Linked DNA regions of Mus musculus: regions 1, 2, 3 and 5 are each linked to region 4. Evidence: chromatin contacts called from public Hi-C, HiCAR-type and promoter capture Hi-C data. All regions are on one chromosome and are shown on one strand. The core of a region is the stretch at or near the end of the contact, and the rest is flanking DNA. Distances in the headings are between cores, read along the strand shown.

What was found. Hi-C and Micro-C count contacts between places; a contact is called where the count stands out from the background. HiCAR-type assays count read pairs that join an accessible place to other places. Capture Hi-C pulls out chosen DNA fragments and counts their contacts.
Region 1: a contact with region 4 is called in a HiCAR-type map of astrocytes, with 5 times the contacts expected there. The contact joins the promoter of Magi2 here to the promoter of Napepld in region 4.
Region 2: a HiCAR-type map of astrocytes shows a contact between it and region 4, with 6 times the contacts expected there. The contact joins the promoter of AI506816 here to the promoter of Napepld in region 4. A contact is called at or near these places in 2 of 115 datasets of contacts at active chromatin or transcription factors (astrocytes and large pre-B cells).
Region 3: a promoter capture Hi-C map of adipose tissue shows a contact between it and region 4, with 2.9 times the contacts expected there. The contact joins the promoter of Nub1 here to the promoter of Napepld in region 4. A contact is called at or near these places in 1 of 115 datasets of contacts at active chromatin or transcription factors (embryonic stem cells) and 2 of 9 other capture datasets (adipose tissue and liver).
Region 5: a Hi-C map of B cells shows a contact between it and region 4, with 6 read pairs. The contact joins the promoter of Tomm7 here to the promoter of Napepld in region 4. A contact is called at or near these places in 3 of 39 promoter capture datasets (liver, pre-B cells and stem cell-derived epiblast-like cells), 1 of 484 Hi-C or Micro-C datasets (B cells) and 1 of 115 datasets of contacts at active chromatin or transcription factors (large pre-B cells).

What each region holds. Positions count from the first base shown.
Region 1 is chr5:19,225,323-19,229,581 of GRCm38.p6, forward strand. Magi2 (membrane associated guanylate kinase, WW and PDZ domain containing 2) reads left to right here and starts at 1,724. Exons shown (of 23, transcript NM_001170746.1): 1 at 1,724-2,267. The coding sequence starts at 1,967. It overlaps 4921504A21Rik (RIKEN cDNA 4921504A21 gene), which reads right to left and starts at 1,233. Exons shown (of 3, transcript NR_102342.1): 1 at 819-1,233.
Region 2 is chr5:23,710,669-23,714,811 of GRCm38.p6, forward strand. It overlaps AI506816 (expressed sequence AI506816), which reads right to left and starts at 1,999. Exons shown (of 5, transcript NR_015554.2): 1 at 1,974-1,999; 2 at 448-482. It overlaps Gm50451 (a small nucleolar RNA gene), which reads right to left and starts at 393; the gene lies at 323-393.
Region 3 is chr5:24,682,732-24,687,500 of GRCm38.p6, forward strand. Nub1 (negative regulator of ubiquitin-like proteins 1) reads left to right here and starts at 3,084. Exons shown (of 15, transcript NM_016736.3): 1 at 3,084-3,291.
Region 4 is chr5:21,698,682-21,703,180 of GRCm38.p6, forward strand. It overlaps Napepld (N-acyl phosphatidylethanolamine phospholipase D), which reads right to left and starts at 2,715. Exons shown (of 5, transcript NM_178728.6): 1 at 2,524-2,715.
Region 5 is chr5:23,840,987-23,845,689 of GRCm38.p6, forward strand. It overlaps Tomm7 (translocase of outer mitochondrial membrane 7), which reads right to left and starts at 3,159. Exons shown (of 3, transcript NM_025394.3): 1 at 2,985-3,159; 2 at 724-772. The coding sequence starts at 3,087.

The DNA.
Region 1 (4,259 bases), core at 474-2,973, 2.5 Mb before region 4:
TGCTGTCCTCTCCACGATGTGGGGGTGGGGCTGAAGAGGAAGAACCTACTGTTCAAAGCCAACAAACCTGTATGGGGCAGTCCCTTCCCTGCCTTGCCTGTCTGTCTTCTCAGTGCACCAGGCCCCACTAGTACTGTTACCCCTATTTAAAAGGAAACAACCAGAGAAAGGTGGAACAGCCTGCTAAACGTGGCACTCCTGAAAAGCCCCAGAGCCAGGATACACACCCCCTCTTTTCTGTCTGGGTCAGCTAAGCCTTTTGAACCGCCTTGCTTTCCTCCCACACTACATCCCAGACATCAAAGCTCTTAACTGCTGATAATTCCTTCCCATACTCTGATTTACAAAGATGAGTGGGTGAGTGGTTCCTTTTTTTTTTTTTCTTTTTGCCTGAAACATATTATTTCAAAGTTAAGCAAATGGAATGTAAGCTACGGAAACTCAAAAAGCACCACTCAGGGTTTGACTGGAGAAGTCAGCAGCCCTCAGCCCCCTGTGTCCTGCTTAGCTTTCCACCTGGCTCTAAATTTGGAGAAGGGGAAGGAGCTAGATGGGGGTACAGCGCTCCACCAAGAGCCTTCTTTTCTTTCCTGTAGCAGACTTGTTTGTCTGATTAACCTAAAACTTGACTCCTGTCCAGGTTACACTCACCATTTATATGTCTAGGCTCTTACTCCATTTATCTCCCTAACACCTACCCCACCGCCCCTCTCCACTCTTCAACTAGGGCAGGTGCCCTCCTCTATCCTGTCTCCACTCAATCCTCTTCAGTTTCTTCCAAGAGGACACATGGCCCTGCTCTGCAGATGTTATTTCACCTTATTCTTGCATCCAGGACGACCAGACTCCTTCCTCTAACTTTCCTCTATCGGAGGGGCACTTCTGAGAACTTTGCGAGGAATGAAAGACTGTAAAAAGTGGAGCGAGCCAATAGTGAAGTCTCTCCACGGGCTCCGCCTGCCAGGCCCTCTGCAGTTCCATGCTGGGACCCCGAACTCCAGCTTCCTTGTGGCAGGATGGAGCCCCAGAAGACTGTGCTGTAGATGGGCCACCAGGCTCGGCATCGGGTTCCCCGGATTTCTGCTTTGTCCAGTGTTGGGGTGTGGGCAAGTCGGGGCGTCCTGCAGGCTAGCAGCCCGGCTCACAGGGAAGCTGAAGACAGGTCCACCCAGGGATCCCGGCTCTCTTCACCGGCCTGCCCATGTCGGGCCTCCGCTCCCCTCCTTCCCGGCTCCCGCCTCCTCCCGCAGGCTGCAGGGCGGCCCGGGGCCTGCCTCTCCCAGCGCCTTCACTACCGGGTCAAGCCGCGGAGGGAGGGAGACGGCGGCGAAGCCCTCCCTGGCGCTCCACTCGGTGCGCGCGCCTCCTCCCTCGGCTCGCATCCCCCAACGCTCCCCCCTCCCCGCCGCCCGCTTGCATCCTGCCAGTACAGTACAACTAGTACACAGGCACACACGCGCACACGCGCACACACACGCGCTCCCTACCGCTGCCACTGCAGCTGCCATGGATATCGGCTAACAACACAGAGGCCGGCGAGCGCGCGCGCGCTCCCCACTCGCAGCACGCAGGAGTGGCCCCCGGCATCCCTACCCTCCTCCCCACCCCCACGCCACCCGCTCACCAGCTCGGCCACTGCTCGCGCTGGCTCGGCCGCCGCCACCGCCGCTAACGCCGCCAACGCCACCACAGCTTCCTCCGCTGCGGGGCCAAAGCCTTGAGTGTCATTCAAGGGACAGCACAACCTCACCCAAGCTCTCCTACCTCTGCCCAGCCGTCCCTCTCATCCTCCCCCTTCCTCCGCCACACTCCATCCAAAGAAGAGGGAAAGCGCGGAGCAGAGGGAGAGAAAGGCAAAGTCTGCCACCCTCTTCCCTTGGCCCCCTTGCTCCTCCATCCCGATTTTGACTCCCAGACCCTCCTTCCCAAAGGACCCTCTGGAACTGAGGCGACTCACCCTACTGCCATGTCCAAAAGCTTGAAAAAGAAAAGCCACTGGACTAGCAAAGTCCACGAGAGTGTCATTGGCAGGAACCCGGAGGGCCAGCTGGGCTTTGAACTGAAGGGGGGCGCGGAAAACGGACAGTTCCCCTACCTGGGGGAGGTGAAGCCGGGCAAGGTGGCCTATGAAAGCGGCAGCAAGTTGGTGTCCGAGGAGCTGCTGCTGGAGGTGAACGAGACCCCCGTGGCGGGGCTCACCATCAGGGACGTTCTGGCCGTGATCAAACACTGCAAGGACCCCCTCCGGCTCAAGTGTGTCAAGCAAGGTGAGCGCAGCTTGTTCGGTGCTCTGCCTGGCGGTGGGACCCCGGCGTGGGGATGGCATTAACAGGGTGGGCGCGGGTGTTGGATGGGTGTATGCTGCGCCACCGCGGGGTGGGGTCCAGAGAGCACGGTAACTGTGTTCGGAGCATTAGGGGGACCGGGACTGGGGGGCTGGCTGGCCGGCTAAGCCAGGTGGTACTGTAGCAGGCAACTTAGTTTGCCCAGTTGGACCCTCCCCTTTGGAAGATGCTTGGCCTTGTCTGACCTCCTCTGAGCTTTAGGCCAAATAGAATGTGCGCCAATGGCATGTCCACAGTGGACACAGAGCTTTCGGGGAAGGAGGAAAGCAAGGGAGGAGGAAGAAAGGAAGATGGAGCAACTTGAGGTGCAGAGCTGTCGCTAGAGAGAATGGGAGAAGCTCTGAATATTGGGGCAAGTGGAGACCCCTTGCAGGATATCCAAAACTAGTCTGGAGACACCTTGGTCCGTAGCGGTTCCCTAGGGATCACTGACGGGAGAGGAAGGAAAGGGACAAATTGGTTTGGACGCTTTGACCGGTAGTGTTCAGTAACTTTTTCCCTGCTTCACTCCTCGGTCTTTCTCCCCCGCCCATGGTCATGTCATGTGGGCACCGTGAGTCACGTGCAGACTGACTAACCCTAGAGATCGCCCCTGGCCAGCAGGCAGGAGGAGGGGCAGAGATTAAGAAGCGGGGAGCTGGGAGAGCTTTCTAATGTGGAAGGGGAGGCAGACTGCGGCATTACAAGGGTTCCCCTAAGTATTCTTCATTGACTGGAATTTTCTTATTGACTAGGATTTCTCTGTGGTTGGACTCTCCTCTAGCTCCAGACATGGGGGCGTGTTTGTGGCATAGAGGTGGATGGAGATGCAAGCTGGTCAACAGCCCAGGCTCCCTGTGTTCTAACTTGGCTTCTGTCAAGTCTCTTCTAGGCTGTGAAGTTAATTTAGAGAGATTGGAATCTTGCTGAAAAAATGTCTTTGCTTGAAATAAAATTGTGGTCCTGAGAGAAAACTTTCATTAGAAAAGACTTTATTGTACAAATGTAGCGTGCCTTTGTTTTCCTCTGGTGGTAATGCAGTTTCTTGGGTGGCACAGGTGGACAGGACAGATCTGTCTCAAACATACCAGCATGGTATGACAGTTTGTTATCTATTGTTATTTGTCTTGCGCCAGTGTTGAAATTCTGAGTATTACTGTATCAGAATTGCTCTTCATGCTGTGATCCATTATGAAGAAATACTATATAGAGCAGTTGTTTTTTTCAGAATAAAATTAACATGTAAAAAGAAAAGTTCCGAAGTAAACAAGAGAGAATAAAGGTTCATAAACTTCTCTAAAGCTAAGCTGTCAAGGAAGAAAACATCTTCAGTGGGATTTATTGAGTATCCATCGTATGTCATTTTAGATGATCTAATATAGACATGCAGTATTATATGACCCTGAAGAAGAGGGTTTACTATCCTAGCATTTTCCAAAGTGACATACTTTGAACTCAAATTCAGAAAATTGTGTTGCTACATTTTAGGTTACGATACTACATAATAGCAATAGATAACAAATGTGAAGTTCAAGGCTAGGGTTCAGTTTACTACAATTGACCAATACCGTTATTTGGTGGTAAAAAATATTGGTGTTTGCAAAGGAAAACAACTGCAAAAGTTAATGCTTTTAAAATATCTGTTTGTTTAGGGGTTGATGGTTTATGGATGGGTGAATGGATATGCCCACTGTGTGATATGGAAATCAGAAAACAGCCCTTGAAAATCATTTCTCCCCTACTGCTCTGTGGGTGAGAGAGGGAAATTAGGCTTGCTGAGACACTTTTCCTGAGATCAGCCTCACAAGCCCACGTTAATACATTTCCACAGTGATTATATTCTACTGTGGTTCCCGCTGATCATTTTATTCTGATGCCTACATGTTGAGGTAGATGTTGGCAAACTTTAATACTCGTAAACAATAAGTGTTTATG
Region 2 (4,143 bases), core at 749-3,248, 2.0 Mb after region 4:
CCCAAGTTCTGGGATTAAAGGCGCGCGCCACCATACCCGGCTTGAACACAATTTTTAAGTGCAAAGCCATATTTCCCTCTAAGTATTAAACATTCACCAACGCTCCCATTTATTACATTTATTATTTTGAGTGTGCACACACGTGTGCTAGCACACACATGAAGGTGCAAGAATAACTCTAGAGGGCTGGCTCTCTCTCCACCAGGTCCCAGAATCAAAGGTAACGGGCTTGGCACTGCTAAGCCCTCTCACTCCATTCTCCAAACCCTCATCTACTTTAAAAAGACATGGGGTGACTGCATTAAATTCCTGCCTGTTCTGTTGGCCTCAGGTAAATCCTTTAACCCATCACAGCAGCGTATCCTGTCAGGTTAGAGTTCTCATCCTTGGCCAAGAACTGTTCCTGGAATTATGCCTGGAAAGCCAAACTTGCCATCTAACACATACCTTGAATTCATGATCATCCTGGACACAGCACTCATCTGCTCAAAAGAAAAAAGAACCAGCACTGTTACAAGCAGCAGCCACAGCTTCCTTCAGAAAGGACCTTCCTGGTGGCTCCTAGCTGCATCTGATGATGGAAGGCCTGCCTCTGACTAGCATTTATTCCTGCACAGAGCTCTGATCTTCATACTGCTGACAGCTGGAGTCCATTTTATTGCCTCTGGGCCATCTTTCCCACTGTTTCCACCCCAGAAGCCAAAAACTCTTAATGTTTAGAGGCAAATAGTACTGCAGGTAATAGCGGTACTCTTCCTTTAAGAAAGTGAAACATTGTCTCTGATTTCAAAACCAGAAGCAGCATCAGATGTGTCTCCTGAGCCTGAATGAGGAAGGGAAAAATAATTCCTCACCTTAGAAGCTGGCTCATGCTGCCCTTCACTCTCGAAGGGGCTCAGCAGAACCCTAACCTCTAACGGAAAGAAAACTACCTCGCAGGGAACTTGTTTACAAGAGCCCACAAGCCTATTCTTCCTCTAAAATGCCCTTTACCAGGTACAGTGGCTTATGTCCATAAATGCCAATACTTAGGGTCCTAGAGCACAAATATTCTCTGGGCCAGCATGACAATCTGTCTCAATAATCAAATAATCTTTTAAAAAGATTTATTTCTTCTATATGAGTGCACTGTTGCTATCTCCAGACAACACCAGAAGAGGGCATCAGATCTCATTACAGATGGTTGTGAGCCACCATGTGGTTGCTGAGAATTTAACTCGGGAACTCTAGAAGAGCTGTCAGTACTCTGAGTCATCTCTCCAACCCTGATATTTACGTTTAATTGGTGTCTCAACCAGCCACCTCTTAAACAGGGAGGACTCCAGGGTGCTCGCTGAACACCTATACCCGGTCTTAGGAATTCCAATTCACGATTCCTAAATCATGGTTTAGAGGTTGCCTTGCTTAAGTGCTAATCCAGTCGCTCAGATTTCTCCCAGGACCCAAAACCCAGACAGGCTGGGTCTGTGTCAGCAGTAGGGTAATCCAGGTCCTTTAGGCAGAGGTCCCTGCTGGACTCGCTTGCAGGTATCCGCCTGAATATACCCTCAAACCTTAAAACAAACGAGCACAAAACAAAAAGCCCAGCCTCTGTGCCAAGCGGCATTTAAAGGACACGTGCGGCGGCGAGGACGCGCTTGAGTGGGCGAAATTACCCCTGTCCTTGCTGACACTGGGATTATCCTGCCTCCTGTTACTTTCCGAGCTCTGATCTCATTCGCTTCCTAAATAGGCGATGTCCCTGTCATCCGAGTCTTGGGCGGGCGGGAAGCCCCGAGTGTGCCCAGGACCCGGGCCGTCCGGACGCCGCGCCTCCACCTGGGAGGGGACAAATCCGGGCAGCGCAAGGCCGATCTCCTGTCCCACACAGAAGGGACGCGTATGGGCAGGGACCCGCGCCACGGGCGAGCGCCGTGAAAATCTCCGAGGCCACGTGGCGTGGTCCTGGGACTCGCAATGGTGAGAGTACTTACCAGGAGCGCGCCGCGGCGGAAGAGCAGGGCGCCAGGGCGGGACCGAGTTTAAAACCGACCGGACATTGAGCACCGGGGCTCAGCCAACCAGAGTGGCCCAGCGCCCCTCCTGCCCGCCCCTTCCCCCGTTCCCGCCTGACTCCAGCGCCGGCCCTAGCGTGTCCCCTGGCGGCACCAGAGCCTCCCAGCCTGCCCCTACCCCAGGGCAGCGGTACCACTCACTGGCCTGACTGTGGAATATGTCACCTCTCTGAAGGTTAGAGGAGCATCTTGGAGCCACATCACTTGGGGATTTCTTTTTCTTCTCCCCGTGCTTCTCAGTCATATATTGAATTTGGTACTTTTAATTGACCCACATCCTTTTGTGCTTATTTTTATTTGAAGACCCATATGTAACGAAATTTCCTCCTCTTAAGAAAACTGAGACATCATGGAGAGTGGAGTGGACTCTCTTAAGAGGGGCTGGTACAAGGAGAGGACCCCATGCCTAAAAATCCCACTACTGGCTGTGCATTTTCACCCAGGAGGCACCTGTGCCTGTCAGAATCAGGCTGGGATATTTTGGGGTTTGTCTTGTTTTTTTGTTTGTTTGGTTTTGGTTTGTTTTATCCCTCCCCCCCCCCCCATAGTGTTTCTCCATGAAGCCCTGGCTGTCCTAGCACTCCCTCTTTGACCAGGCTGGGCTCGAACTCTCAGATCCACTTGCCTCTGCCTCCCCAGTGCTGGGGTTAAAGGCATGAGCCACCACCCTGTAAGGTGGACCCTCTTTACTAAAAGCAACTGTCCTTCTAACAAAGGAAGACATAAACCGATAATGAGTGACAAAGGAGAAGGGAGAGAAGCGACTACATGGCCAGGAGTGCCCAGGATTGTGACCACTGTGTGGGAAGACACAGGAAAGATCCCTTCAGTGGTGTTCAGAAGCAGTTGGTTCAGCTGATACCTTGATTTTGGACTTCTGGCTGCCAGCGCTGATCTGGCGATTCCGTGGAAGCCATTAAGGGCTTTGTTAAGGCAGCCCAGGAACCTAGCATAATGACTGACAAGAAGGGATTGAGTCCTCCCAGTGGTTAAGGCTAGCATCTCCTAAGGACTTGCACACAGTAGCTCAGTAGCTGTCGAATTACTCAGGTGGTGAGGGATGTCATGGTGAACATCTTAGTCATGATGCCTGAGTTTAGGGACTTTTTTGCTAGACATTTATAAACTCATGAGGCAAACCAATGTTCCCATCACCCGAAGAGTTTACATTCTCTTCTAAAGCAGGAGTTCTCCAGAGAGAGAACAAAGGGGAGGAGTTAAGAGTGGGAGGCAGGAAATCACACAATCCCATGCCTTCCTCTAGGGTGGTCTACAAGCCAAAGAAACATTGTGGGGCCACACCCAGGATCCTCTGCCCTAATTTGTTTTTTTAAAAAGATTTCTTTATTTATTTTATGTAAGTACACTGTAGCTGTCTTCAGACACCAGAAGAGGGCGTCAAATCTCATTCCAGATGGTTGTGAGCCACCATGTGGTTGCTGGGGTTTGAACTCAGGACCTACAGAAGAGGAGTCAGTGCTCTTAACCACTGAACCATCTGTCCAGCCCTCTGCCCTACTTTTACAAATATTTTCTTTTACCCACAATTTGTCCCTGGAATTTTGAAATTTAAGGTGTTCTACTAAATGGAGTTGAGACCATTTGAGTTAGAAGGATAGAATTTGTGTTTTGTGCTGAATACTATGACTAGTGTTGGAGGTGTGTGGGGGTCATTTTTCCATTGTTGTATGAAAACCACCATGGCCAAGATACCTTACAGAAGAGCTTGTGTGGACTTAGTCCCTGAATCCATGTTGGCAGAGTTAAGGCATGGCAGGAGGAACAGGAAGCTGAGAGCTCACACCTTGAGCTGGAAGCACAAAGTAGAGAGAGATTTAGGAATCACAAAGTCTTTAGACTCTTAAAACCCATCTCTAGAGCCAACTTCCTCCAAGGCCTCCCAAATAGTGCCACTGTGTGGGTACCAAGCATTCCAGTGCCTGAGACTATGAGAGACATCCCTCAGTCAAGCCCAAACCCAGTGTTTCCCCATGGAAGCAAGCTGGACCTGAGGCTGTCCAAAGCAGAGTTGTCCTAAGGGGCCAGTGAGCACCTGAGAAGAATTTCCTTCTTTAGTGAGAGCCAAAAA
Region 3 (4,769 bases), core at 1,834-4,333, 3.0 Mb after region 4:
GACCACCTGGCTTTCAGCTTTTGACCATGTACAGACATAATCCCAGCTCCTGGCTGACATGTAATCTCTCTATGCCTAAACTCTATAAAATCCCCTTGCTTTAGCCTGGATGTGCAACTCCACTGAGATCAATGAACGCACCCAGGAACTGCCTCCTAATGAGCCTCCTTTATCTACTTCTAATCTGGTCTAATCTGGCCTGTATCTGCATCACCAAAGGAGAGAAAAAAAAGCATATTATTATTTATTGTGTGATGCTCTTTGCTTGTTCAGGCTAGCCTCAGACTGCAAGCACAAATGTGTACCTCATCCCTGGTTCTGTATGCTATTATTTGTATGAAGTGTCCAAACCAAGCAACTTTATAAGAACAGAGAGTAGCTTAGTGGCCTCAGGTTCTGGGCAAAGGCAGAGATGAGGAGGTAGTGGGTACGCAGGGTCTGATTTGGGGGAATAAAATGTGTTAGTCTGGGGGAATAAAATGTGTTCAGATTTCTATTGTTGTTTAGACTGAGTCATACTGCCTTTGAATTAGAAACCTTCCTGCCTCTGTCTCCACATGCTGAGATTATAGATAAGTGTCACCCTGCTTGTGGGTTCTGGGTTCATTTTGAAAGTAATGAAATGAACTGGAGAGATGGCTCAGAGGATAAGAGTATTAGCTACTCTTCCAGAGGTTCTGAGTTCAATTCCCAGCAACCACATGGTAGCTTACAACCATTTGTGACGAGATCTGGTGCCTACTTCTGGTCTGCAGGCATACATACAAGCAGACTGTATACATAGTGAATAACTCTTTTTAAAAAGTGATGAAATGTTTTAAAATTATTTTTGGTTATGAATGAACAACTCTTCAAATATACTGAAAAGCATCGAATCAAATAACTCAAATTTGAATATTATAAACTATATGTATTGTATCACAATATTGTTTTAAAAATGAAAATATATGCTATCTTAACATCATGAAAAAACCTTTAACTCCTGTACAGAAAGACCGATCTACAGAAAACAAGAAAGGTAGCAGGATCTTTGGGAGGTAAGACTCAGGTTTCACTTTGCACGGTAAGTTTCTGATTTAATTGCAAAGAAGGAAATTTCTTTTCTTTTCTTTTTTCTTTTTTTTTCTTTCTCTTTTTTCTTTCTTTTTTTGTTTTTTGTTTTTTGGAAACAGGGTTTCTCTGTGTAGCCCTGGCTTTCTGGAACTCAGTCTGAAAGCCAGGCTGGCCTCGAACTCAGAGATCCATCTGCCTGTACCTTGCAAGTGCTGGGATTAAAGGCCTGAGCCACAACTACTCAGCTTTTTTTTTTTAATATTTATTTACTTATTATATGTAAGTACACTGTAGCTGTCTTCAGACATTCCAAAAGAGAGCAACAGATTTCGTTACAGATGGTTGTGAGCTGCCATGTGGTTGCTGGGATTTGAACTCAGGACCTTTGGAAGAGCAGTCGGCACTCTTAACCACTGAGCCATCTCACCAGCCCAACTTTCTTTATTTTTTCTTTTCTTTTATTTATTTTTTATTTTTTTAAATTTATTTATTTATTTATTTTTGTTTTTCGAGACAGGGTTTCTCTGTTCCTGGAACCCACTTTGTAGATCAGGCTGGCCTCGAACTCAGAAATCGGCCTGCCTCTGCCTCTAGAGTGCTGGGATTAAAGGCGTGCGCCACCACGCCTGGCAGTTTTTTGTTTCTTTGTTTCTTTGTTTTTTGAGACAGGGTTTCTCTATATAGTCGTGATTGTGCTGGAACTAATCAATTTCCTTAGAGTGGAAACAGTTATCTACAGATACAGTTTTCTTGGGTTTACAGTCACTTTCTTTTGTTTGGTTCTGAAAGCTTTGTCAGTTTGGAGGGCATAACAAACAACTTGCAAATCTGATCCTTATCATAATAACAATTTGTTTAGTTCCTGATTCACAGTGAGGCCAGGCATTTTTGGACTGACTAAGCAGGCCTGCTCTGGGTTCTCCAGTACGTGTGTGGGAAGCGGGTGTTGAATGATGGATCTAGCTTCACTGGCAGGCTGGCAATTGGCAAACTCCTCGCTGGGGTTCCTGGTTGCTTAGGCTCCTGCAGGCTTGCTCAGGCCTCCTCTCACAGTCTGCAGCAAGATGGGGCTCAACACCAGAGCATTGTTTCTTTTCTCATAGTATTTAAAAAAAAAAAGGCCTTTTTTTTTTTTTTTTTTTTTGGTTTTTGGTTTTTGGTCTTTTTGAGACAGGGTTTCTCTGTTTAGCCCTGGCTTTCCGGAACTCACTCTGTAGACCAGGCTGGCCTCGAGCTCAGAAATCCCCCGCCTCTGCCTTCCAAGTGCTGGAATTAAAGGCGTGCGCCACCACTGCCCGGCGTCTTCATTTTTTTATGCCCGTTTGGATTGTTCCCTTACATAGACATAAGGGCACATGCATTTTTCACAGCGCTGAGCAAAGCAGATGTCTCTATCTACTGTACTCATGGTGGGAGTAGCCGCTGGAGGGAGGCATGGGTAGCGTACCTAACTTCACCATGAGCGGGGATCCTGGTGGGATTGTGGAGGGTAGTGTGAGAATCCTTTAGTCTAGGGGATCCCCTAGGCCTAGTAGAGGGAAGACGAGAAAAGGTTCAGGAAAACAGGTCTTGCTCTGTCAAGGCTTTTGGGGAATAAATAAAGGCAGACTCATTTTCCTCTGACTCTGAAAAACTCGGTCTGGGAGTGGTCCGAAGACCTCGTGATTGAAGACTAGCATTGCCTCACTTCCATTCCTCACCACGCCTCTTCCCCCTGCACAGCAGACCCCCTCCCACCGCTTTTGACCAGTTTTAGCCTTGCCTTTCCACCTAACAGCTCCACCTACAGTCGGCCCTTGCCTCCATCTTCCTCCTCGCCCGGTCCCACATCCGCTCCACCGCAAACTACCAGCCCCGCCCACAGATCGCCTGACCCTCAGCGCGGCCCTCGCCCCAACCACTTTGTCTCTCTTCCCCCTTACACGTCAGCCCCGCCCTAGCTACACTCTCCCTATTTCCATCTACTCTGTTGTCCCGCCCCATATCAGCCCCGCCCATTAAATACTAGCCCCGCCCACAGCCGCGTTTTCAGGGCTTCCTTCCGTTCGATGCTTCAGATCGCCCTTCAAGCCCCTTGGCCCCACCCTTCCATGCAGCTCCGGTCCTCGACCGGCCTTCCGGACAGCGCGAGGGGGCGGAGCCGGGGGCGGGGCCGGCCTCACCCGGAATGAAAACAAACGGCGGCCTTTGCCGCATCCGGGCACTCGGCAGGTCGCAGCTGGCTCGGCAGTGGCGCAGGTGAGACGGCTGCGGCAGCGACCGGGCCTTGGGCCTGGGCCTGGTAGCGCGGCCGGGGCGGCCGTGGGCTCGGTGGGCAGGAGCGGCCAGGCGGACGCGGCGAGGCGGGCTGGGGCGGAAGCGGGAGGGGGTCGCGGCGGGGCGGAGGGGAAGGGATGGACACCAGCCAGCAGCTTGAGTTTGGATGAGCTGACTGCCGGGGCTGACAGCGGAACGCGGGGTGTGAGAACGCAAGCTTTCTGGACCCACACTTGTCCTCGCCTCCTTCCCTTGCTTTTAAATAGGAGGCCCTAATGGCATGTCATTTCCCCGAGAGGGAACGTGTTGAATGTGCGTAAGGTTGTATGCAATCTCGATTGATCTACAAGTGAAAGTGGTATTTTCAACATTGATGCCTAAGGTTTCACTTTCGGTTCAGAGCGCTGATCTTGATGATTTACGTGTTTTCTGCGTTGGAACGCCCAGCAACACACATGAAACAGTTCTCCAATTAAAATTGAAAACTGGGCTGTTAGATTTTCTTCCTTTTGACCTAACACATGTCATTCTGGTACCTGTAACTGGATTTTCATAGGTTTGAATACAGTGGTTTAATTTAATTAATTAATTTTTTTGAGATGGTGACTCACTATGTAGCTCTGGTTGTCCTGGAATTCGCTAAAGGCGAGCAAAACTATAATCAAGCCGGTGGTTTAATTTTGTTCAACATTAAATCTTTATGTTAATCTGGGCATGGCATACCTTTAGCCCCAGCATTTAGGAGGCAGAGATGATCAGGTGATCTCTGTGAGTTCAAGTCCAGCCTGGTCTACATAGTAAGTTCCAGGACAGAGCTGAGTAGTGAGACTCTGTCATGGTTTTAAAAAAAACAAAACAAAAACAAAAAAACTTAGTCGGGCGTGGTGGCGCACGCCTTTAATCCCAGCACTTGGAAGGCAGAGGCGGGGGATTTCCGAGTTCGAGGCCAGCCTGGTCTACAAAGTGAGTTCCAGGACAGCCAGGGCTATACAGAGAAACCCTGTCTCAAAAAACCTAAATAAATAAATAAATAAATATTACGTGATGCAGACCTAGCAACAGTGTGGAGCACAGATGAAGGGTTGTGATAGCCTTGGCTTCTTTTATCAGACAGTGGACTGGGTACAGTCTGAAAGGCTGTTTTCAACCTTCTGAATAGCTGGGTACTAGTAAATTATCCCTGCCACCTCCTTAGGAGATGGCAGTAATCTTTTTCTCAGTTTCTAAACTGGGCGTGCTGGCACACGCCTTTAATCCCAGCACTCCGGAGGCAGAGGCAGATGGATTTCCGAGTTCAAGGCCAGCCTGGTCTACAGAATGAGTTCCAGGACAGCCAGGGCTACACAGAGAAACCCTGTCTCGAAAAATTAAAAAAAAAATTTTTTTTCTATAGATTTGAGTCCTGTGTCTGGAGGTTTAATAGACTTGTATTTGTAAGGCTCCTAAGTGCCTTGTGGTGA
Region 4 (4,499 bases), core at 1,465-3,964:
TACATAGCATGGTGTAAAAGTCAATTAGTTAAATAAAAACAGAATAAATGGTTACTAGGTTCAAAAGATGGGTCAAGTAAAGCAGTAAGTTATAGACATGTAGAATTCTTCAGGAATGTAGTCGTTAGAACGACGATTGCGGGCTGGTGAGATAGCTCGGCGGGTAAGAGCACTGACTGCTCTTCCGAAGGTCCTGAGTTCAAATCCCAGCAACCACATTGTGGCTCACAACCATCCGTAATGAGATCTGACGCCTTCTTCTGGTGTGTCTGAAGACAGCTACAGTGTACTTACATACAATAATAAATAAAATCTTTGGGCTGAAGTAGGCGGAGGTCCTGAGTTCAATTCCCAACAACCACATGATGGCTCACAGCCATCTGTACAGCATACAATGTATGCATATACATAAAATAAATAAATAATAAATCTTTAAAAAAAAAAAGACGATTGCTTCAACCTTGCAGTGGAAATCACTGGAACTGATTTTCATGCCAATGTTATACATGCCTAATAGTACTTCAATTAAACCACTTTTACTTGTATTTATTTTAATCTATAGTACCTACATAGACAGGGCGCTCCATGCAGCCACATTCTTACTCATATAGAATGAAAAGGAATGGGAGACCCCACTCTAGCTACAGCTATGCACCACTAAGAGAAACACACGCATACATGCACACACAAATACACATACGCACTCGTGCACACAGAAAACAAACTAAAGTGAAAATATAAACTAAATTTCCACAAAAATCCCTTTGGCTTTCTAAATACCTAAAAGAATATAAGACTTCTTTCAAACAAATAGGTAGGAGTGACTCAAAGAACTAAAGTATAACCAAAACCTTTTCCAATAAAACATCCCTGACCTTATGACAGAACCCTTACGTTAAAATGTCTTTAAACAGTCCCACTGAACAAACATTAGAAAACAGTTTTGCATAGGAGGCAACAAAATGAACCAGCCAGTACCCCTAGACCTCCCAGGGACTAAACCACCAACCAAAGAGATCAAATGGAGGGACCCATGACTCCAGCCACATATGCAGCAGAGGATGGCCTAGTTGGTCATCAATGGGAAGAGAGACTCTTGGTCCTGTGAAGGTTCTATGCTCCAGTGTAGGGGAATGTCAGGGCCAGGAAGCGGGAGTGGGTGGGTTGGGGAGCACGGGGAGGAGGGAGGAGATAGGGGGTTTTTGGAGGGGAAACCTGGAAAGGGGATAACATTTGAAATGTAAATAAATATCTAATAAAAATAAAAAATAAAAAATCATCAGTTTTGGAATCAGAATCTGTCTGATCGAGTTTGGAATTGTGGGTGGAAAAGGAAACATGATAAATACACTAGAGATGTTTGTCTCTTGGACACTTGCTATATAATTCGTGAAGGGATGAAGCCTGTAAAAATATTAACAAAATAAAATCTTTGAAAATTATGACTGTATTTCCAATTGACTTACACCCATTTCAAACCCTCGATTCCTCTTAGATTCTGATTTTAAATGCACATTTTTGCCCTAAATCTTTAACAGAGCTAACATTTCCTTACAACAAAAATCAAACTATTTTTTTTAATTAGACTGTTGTAAGATACAAGTAATCACCCTTTTAAAGATTATGTAACTTCTTTCTAAATCATGTTGTTACCACTAACTTCTACCCAATGTGACAAAACAGAACTGTTATACGTCCATCTGTTAATAAAGATGAAAATTATTTCTTAATTTAAGAGAAGTGTGTTGCAAAAGTGGCTTTCTGACTTCATGCTAAGCCAAAACCACCCATGCAAGTCACAGCATAACAACGTATAAACAGCCTACAGTAAGGGCAAAGCAAGAATCCCAGACTTTTTTTTTTTTATGTTGTTGACTTTTCTCAATCCCTTAATGTTTTCTGGGTCTGACTGTTAGTACACATTATCCAGGTTCCACTGGAGACCTTGAACGCATATTCACAACAACCGGGTTCATACCGCGCTCCTTGGGAAGAGGAGTCCATATGAACCGCCATCAAGAATAGCCGATCTAATGAGCAAACACAGTACAAAAGAAAGAAAAGGAAAAAGAAAAGAAAGAAAAAGGTCTATTGCCATCCTTCTCTAATCCCGCCTCGTACTTTTATTCATTCTGTGGTTAAATAAGTTACTCTTACTTTAAGAAAAACGGCAATAATGCTTTGGGGATGGATTTTTTTAGGACATAAATACTACACCGAAGCTGAAATAAGTTGCTCTGAGCAAGTTGTGGACCCCATTCATTTACATACAACCAAATGAAGATACACCCACTTGTATTCCTATCGTGGAGCTGTAACCAGGGAGTCTGCAGCAGGAAGGGTAGATCTTAAATCCCAAATACAGCTACTTCCCTCTGGGCGCCTAAAAACGCGGTGGCTCTTCACGTAAGCGGATCCAGAGATGCAAGCTCCGCAACTCCAGAGGTGCGGTAATTCAAAAGAAGCCTGCCACTCACAAGTGCATCTCCAGGAGGAGGCAGGGCTTGGGTGCTAGAAACCTACTCGAAACCCGCTGCACTTCACCGAGGTATCCGAACAGCCCCAGAAAGGCTGTTCCACGCAGATATCGAGACTAAGGAGCAAACCAACGAAAAGGAACCGCGGTCGCCGAACCGCCTCCCGCGAAGATCCAGGCTAACAGCAGGGAGGCTCACCCGCAGGCGCTCAGGTTCCCGGGAAGGCGGCGCGCTGTATGTGGGCGGGGCCATGCCGGTGGGCGGCGCTGGAAGGCGGGGGGCGGAGTTGGTTAGAGGGCGGGATGAAGCGAGGCTGCTGGACGGAGCGGAAGCTCGAGGGGCGGAGCCATCTTGCGAGGGTGGAGCGAAGGGGCGGGCTCACCTTGCGCGGAGCGCAGGCAGGCGCGCGCTGCGTCGCGTCTCCTCGCCTGAGGGCCTCGGCTCTGCGGGCCCAGCCGCTCTACGCCCTCCTCCCGCGTCTCTCCTCCCTCGGCCCGGCCACCCCAGCTCCGCTGAGGACACCAACAGCTGCACGCAGCGCCTCAGCACGCGCCGCCTCCCCATCTTTGGTGGCGGTCGTCTCTGACCATGCGGTCCCAGGCTGCAGCCGGGTCATACCGGGAGCCACCCCCTGCCTGGCCTTTACCAAGATGGCTGCCCCGGAGGACAGAGGCGCAGAGGCCTCGAGGCCATCTTGGTAAAGTCCGCGCAGCGAGCAGAACTGATACCGCAAAGCTCTCTGACCAGTTTGGCTCCCAGCCTTCCAGGTCACGTGAGCTCATTCCTTGACAGTTGCTAAACCCAGAAGAATCTGGTTGCCCAATGTGCCTGTCGTGGCCCACTATGTACAACAGCACTGACAGTCTTGACTAAAGAGCTCGGTTACAGACACTGATTATATATAGTGAGTACTGAGTATAAATGGCTCCACTACCTTGTGTACTCAGTTACATTTTAAATTATGTCAGCCTTCGGCATATAATGTTCTAAATGTCTGGCTTTTTGAAATCTCAGGATAAGATCAAAACATAAAATTACAATTCTGAAATTCTTAACTGGTTGAAATTATTTCAAGAGATAACTTGCAAAGTCATACAGAATTCAATGGTAAATAGATAGGCTGACAGTTTAAATACTCTTGAAGGTCTTTGTGAGATATATTCATAGACCAGAACTAAATAGATTGTGTCTGAGATTGTGTTAGCAAAAAGAAAAGAAAGACCAGGCATTAGTACAGATACGCTAGGAATATGCAAACCAAACTATAATGCATTTAGAAAGTGACTATAGCTATCTAATACTGCAGGACACTATCGATGTATACTTGATTTCCTCAGGGTAGTTTGCAGTTGTAACTGATTGTTTTCCTTTTGCTAGTTTTAAGTGTAAAACTAGCAAAAGTTTAAAGTTTATTCCTGATAGCTCTTTTGCGCCTGGGTGGGGCTGAATAATTCTCGACATGCATTAGCAAATTTTAAAAAAGAAGGGAAGACACACTTCAAATTCAACCCCAAAGGACAGACTGCTATTACTGCTTCGATTCCTAGCATCCTTGCTAGGGAACTTTAAACATGTCATTTCTTGCCCTTATTCCATCAGTCACTGTGAACACATTTTATATACACAAAAAATGGGTCTGCATTGTCATGCTGTTTGGATAAATTTCTGATACAATAATGCTTAAATCATTTGACTCTTCTAAGAAGAAATATTCTGGGTTTCACAACCACAATAGCATTTTCATACAAAAGTAAAAGGTTTAGTTTGACATGCCGCCATGTTCACAGAGTAGTTACCTCAGCACAAGATATGAGTCTATGAGTCAGAAAATGAAAATGGAGTGCCTCTTAGCATGGTGGAGAGAGGAGTCCTCAGGGAGCTAGTGTTTTAGATAAGCAAGGCCAGTGTGTGTCGGGAAGGATCACAGTATGCAGTAAGGTTTGTTTTCCCAACCCAGCAAACACTACAGAAGTTTCAGAACTATGGAAGAATTCGTTGTTTTCCCTAGAGAAACCAAAGGAA
Region 5 (4,703 bases), core at 1,909-4,408, 2.1 Mb after region 4:
CACTCGGGAGGCAGAGGCAGGCGAATTTCTGAGTTCGAGGACAGCCTGGTCTACAGAGTGAGTTCCAGGACAGCCAGGGCTACACAGAGAAACCCTGTCTCGAAAAACCAAAAAAAAAAAAAAAAAAAAAAAAAAAAGACAATCTTCCTTGGTCTGACACAACTAAGGAAATGATGCTCATCTTACTTATGTCTTAGCTGGGTGCTATGAATTAAGCCTATACGTCAGCACAGTCAGGGTTACACAGAGAAACCCTGTCTCGAAAAAACCAAAAACAGACAAACAAAAAAAACAAGACCAGCCTATAAAATACTGGAAGCAGATAGAACCTTTAAGAGAAGCCTTATAGGAAGTTAGACTGTGGTGGCATGTCCCTGAGCGGGATATATTATCAATTCTAATTTTAAGTAAAAAGAGCAAAATTCTATGTTAGCATTAGATACACAAGTTTACCCTTTCATGGCATAAGGGGATAAATTAATTCTTTTCTTTTAAAAATGTGTATCATTATGGTTATAACATAGTAAGTAAAGATTTTTAAGGTGGGAGGAAGAAAGGAAAGCAGCTACACAATAATTAATACAAGCTAGGCTAGACCACAATACTTCTAACAACCCAAGACTGTAATGACTGGTGACGTTATGGGTCATCCACTTCCTAATGACTTAATACCAATTAACATATGAGCATCTGTCTTCAAATGTTGATATTCAAGAGCATTACCTTAAAACCGACGGTTCAGGCATTCCAGGATCTGCACCCCTTGTAAATCCTGAAGGAAAAAAAATAAGAACTTTCAAATGAAACAATTACGAGTCCAGCAGACAAAATGTCTACAATCCAATCTGGGACACCCGTCTCAGCTGACTTGTGCTGCTGAAGGTTTCTAGTTTCCACCAGAAAGTGGAGCAGCAACCATGACCATTCGTTCATCAGAAAGGACAGTTGTTTCCACTGTGCAGTTAGCAGATCATCTTAGCATGGCTTACTTTTACAGTCACTCCCAAGACTATTACAAGTCCCAAATCACACTGGAAAACTCCAAAAAGCTTAAAGAAAGAGGAAAATGACACCTTTTCTGAAAGAGTAATTGAGAATATCTTACTTTATCTTCCACAAACTACTCTCTTGATAAAGCAAGCCTCAAGATAGAAAAGGAGGGAAAATAATTTAATATTATTTATCTACCTATTTAGAGCAATATACCTTTACTATTTAAATACAATTTAAACTCTGTTGATGATATATATTAATTTCCTGAATAAATGATTAACAGGCACACAGGCACATACACAGAAGTGCTGGGAGGGCAGCCCTATCAGCATCAATCTTAAATTCCCTACTGGATGCCATGACAAGCCCCAGGAAAGGAACCAATGTGAAGCATCCAGTTCTCAGACCCAAGATTCTGACAAGTAGCTACAGCTTCTAGCTATGGACATAGCTGTGCACAACTTTAACACATTGTTCAGAAGTTGAAGGCAGGAGGAGCTTGAAATTACAGCCAAGCCAGCCTAGGCTGCATGAAAGGGGCTCATCTGGCGGTGGTGGGGGCAGAGGTGTATCTCAAGAGGAGAGCCTAGTGCACCTGTAGTTCCAACTACACCATAGATGAGGCTGAATTGCGAGTTCACCCAGCCTTACCTACAGGCAAACTATGAAAATGGAGCGGGGCTCAAAGAACTGTATGGACAACCCGGCCTACAAAAGTAGAGCCAGCAGTGGGTGGTGGCGCACGCCTTTAATCCCAGCACTCGGGAGGCAGAGGCAGGCGGATTTCTGAGTTCAAGGCCAGCCTGGTCTACAGAGTGAGTTCCAGGACAGCAAGGGCTATACAGAGAAACCCTGTCTCGAAAACAAACAAACAAAAAACCCCAAGCAAACAAAAAAAGTAAGCTGTCACAATTATCTATCTGATACCTATATAATATCACTGTCTGAGATTTTCTTTTCTTTCAAAATAGAGGAGAAAAGAGCTGTATGTGACGGTGCAGGCCTGTAATTCAAACACTGGAAAGGTAGGGAAAAAAAAAAAAAGAGAACCAGGAGTTCAAGGCCAGCTTGAGCAACATGAGGCACTGTCTCATCAGTAATACTTAGGAACACCAAGAAAAATACTTGTCCTATCAAAATATCCAGGTTATCACAGCTCACATACTTCTCACAGGTACAACAGCTGCCTGGAGAAATGTCCAGCCTAGTTAAAGGCTCTGCCAAGACTACAAATGAATGTATTTTATCTTATATAATGCAAGTCATGTAAAACAAACGAGAAGCAGCACCTTGTGAGGGTCCTGCTTTAATGAGAAACGCCAGATTCCATATTAGAGCTCTGAGACCTGGAGCTAAAATCCTCTGCTGTTTACCTTACGGGATGAATAAGGCAATTAAGATAAAAAATTGTAAAACTACTCAACCAGGAACAGAACCAGTTCCAGAGTGTAGCCCTAGGTGAAAATATTTGCCTGGACACTTGGGCAAGGAAAGTACAACTTTATGGCTGTCTTTCCCTGCAAAATGGGGTCTGTAACTTTCGGGAGAAAAAAAAAAATCACCGAAATCCTTCATTATACAAGAAAAGCGTAGGCATCCAATGGTCACAATCATGCTTTTAGGCAGTGACGTTTTAACCTGGTTACCGTCTTCCCACTTAGGCTAACCTACAGGAGGGAAACGTTCTAAAAGTCAAATAGAGGATTAATCTTTCTTTAGGGGTCATATAAACCTAAAACCAATCTTGAAAGGTCTTGCTTTTATTTTACAGATTTAAGTAGGGAATATAAGGGATTGTGTGACTGGTTAAACACTACTCAAATAGCTAAAAGGAACTGGAAGATGGTTTTTCGAGCCCGGGCAGACAGCCTCGGAAATCGTGGACAACGCGGAGGCCGGGTTTAATTTCCTAGCCCCGGATGGCAAAAAAGGAGACTCAGACCCCACCAACCCCTGCCCTGCGGCTCCTCCCAAGTTCTTCAATCACTGACCCAGGTAAATCACGAGAGGAATAAAGCCCCAGCGGATGGCAAACTGGCCGCCCTTGAAGAGCTGCTGCAGCCTCTGTTTGGCTTCTTTGCTCAGCTTCACCATGGCGACGACGGACCAGCGGAACGAGGAGCCCAACAACCACCACCGTGTCCGGATCCCGGAAGGGAGAGGAGCTGCGCATGCGCCACGTGGGGCCTTTACGGCAGGAGTCGTGAGGCATCGCCGACAGAGGCCGTAATCCGTCGCCTTCCAGCAACCTAGCTCCGCCTTGCGGGTTCACTGCTCCCGCCTCGTTTTTGTTGTTTTATTGTTGGGACGAATCCGGCTTTTCCTGGAGGGGCGGGGCGGGAATTGTCTTTCCAGATAGGGGCTCCCTGTTTAAGACTTTGCTGCCCTTGAACCCATGGAGCTGCTACTGCATCAGCGTCTCGAGTGCTGGGATTCAATGCGCGCTGTTTGCTGAAGATTGCCAGACGCGCTCACTTGAGGCCTACTTTTTTATCTACAACTACCTTTATTTTTTTCCAGCATCTTTCCAGAGTTTTAAAGCACACATCCCAGCGATGATCTTTGAGAAAGAAGGAATGTTATTTTATATACTGTTCTGTTATCTTGGCTAAGTTCCTTACTATCCCAGAATCAGTTTCTTCTATGGCTGCTAAAACCGGACGTCACCGGGCACTCTTCCAGGTTTCCTTCTACTTTGCACCCGTTCTCTGTTTTTCATTTAACAACATTTTCAAATCTGGGAAGTTCGCGTGAAATCTGGGTTTATTTGTCTGTTTTTCTTTGACACTTCTGGCTTCTAGACTTACATCTCAAGGACTGCCAAGGAACTTAATGAGATCACTGGGCACAAGGGGTTCATGGGAGTTAAGCTACATTTTTACTATAAAGGAAGTTATAGACTTTTGTGTGTGAGAGTCCCAGAAAACTGCAGTTTACATCTGGGAAGGAGTAAAGTCAGATATGCTTAAGCCTTGAGTGTGGTCACTGTTTCAATATTCTTAGTTGAAAATAGTTCTGTATAAAAGGAGTACTGCCCCGTAACAGCAAATGCTGTTAAATGTCAGGGGAGTCTTTGCTCGGCTGGTGGGATTCTTCAGCCAGACGGGACACCTTTCACTTCCCATGTCTCCTTAATTCTGTCTTTCTCTCCTGCCCCACTGCATTCATCCTCAAAGAATACATTTTTATTAATACAATGCAATGAAAAAAAAAAACCAACAATAAAGAACATAGGTGTAGAAAATGCGACTCTAGGATCAGAAGTGCCAAGATTTTAGTCGAATTCTGCAATTGACTTGAAATAAGAAACTTGTGAATTGGCTGATCCCATAGCAAAGCATCTAATTAGTTCACCATGGTTACTAGGAAAGCAGTGCTCTGATCCTAAAATGCAGTGATGTAAATGAGCCAAATGAGAACAGAAATTTTTATGCATCTTGTTTCTCAAAATACTCTGTTTAGAAATACACAATAGAGGGGTTGGGGATTTAGCTCAGTGGTAGAGTGCTTGCCTAGCAAGTGCAAGTCCCTGGGTTCGGTCCTCTGCTCTGGAAGAAAAAGAAGAAAGAAGAAAGAAAGAAAGAAAGAAAGAAAGAAAGAAAGAAAGAAAGAAAGAAAGAAAGAAAGAAAAGAAAGAAAGAGAAAGAAAGAAAGAAAGAAAGAAAAGAGAAAGAAAGAAAGAAAGAAAGAAAGAGAGAAGAAGAAAGAAG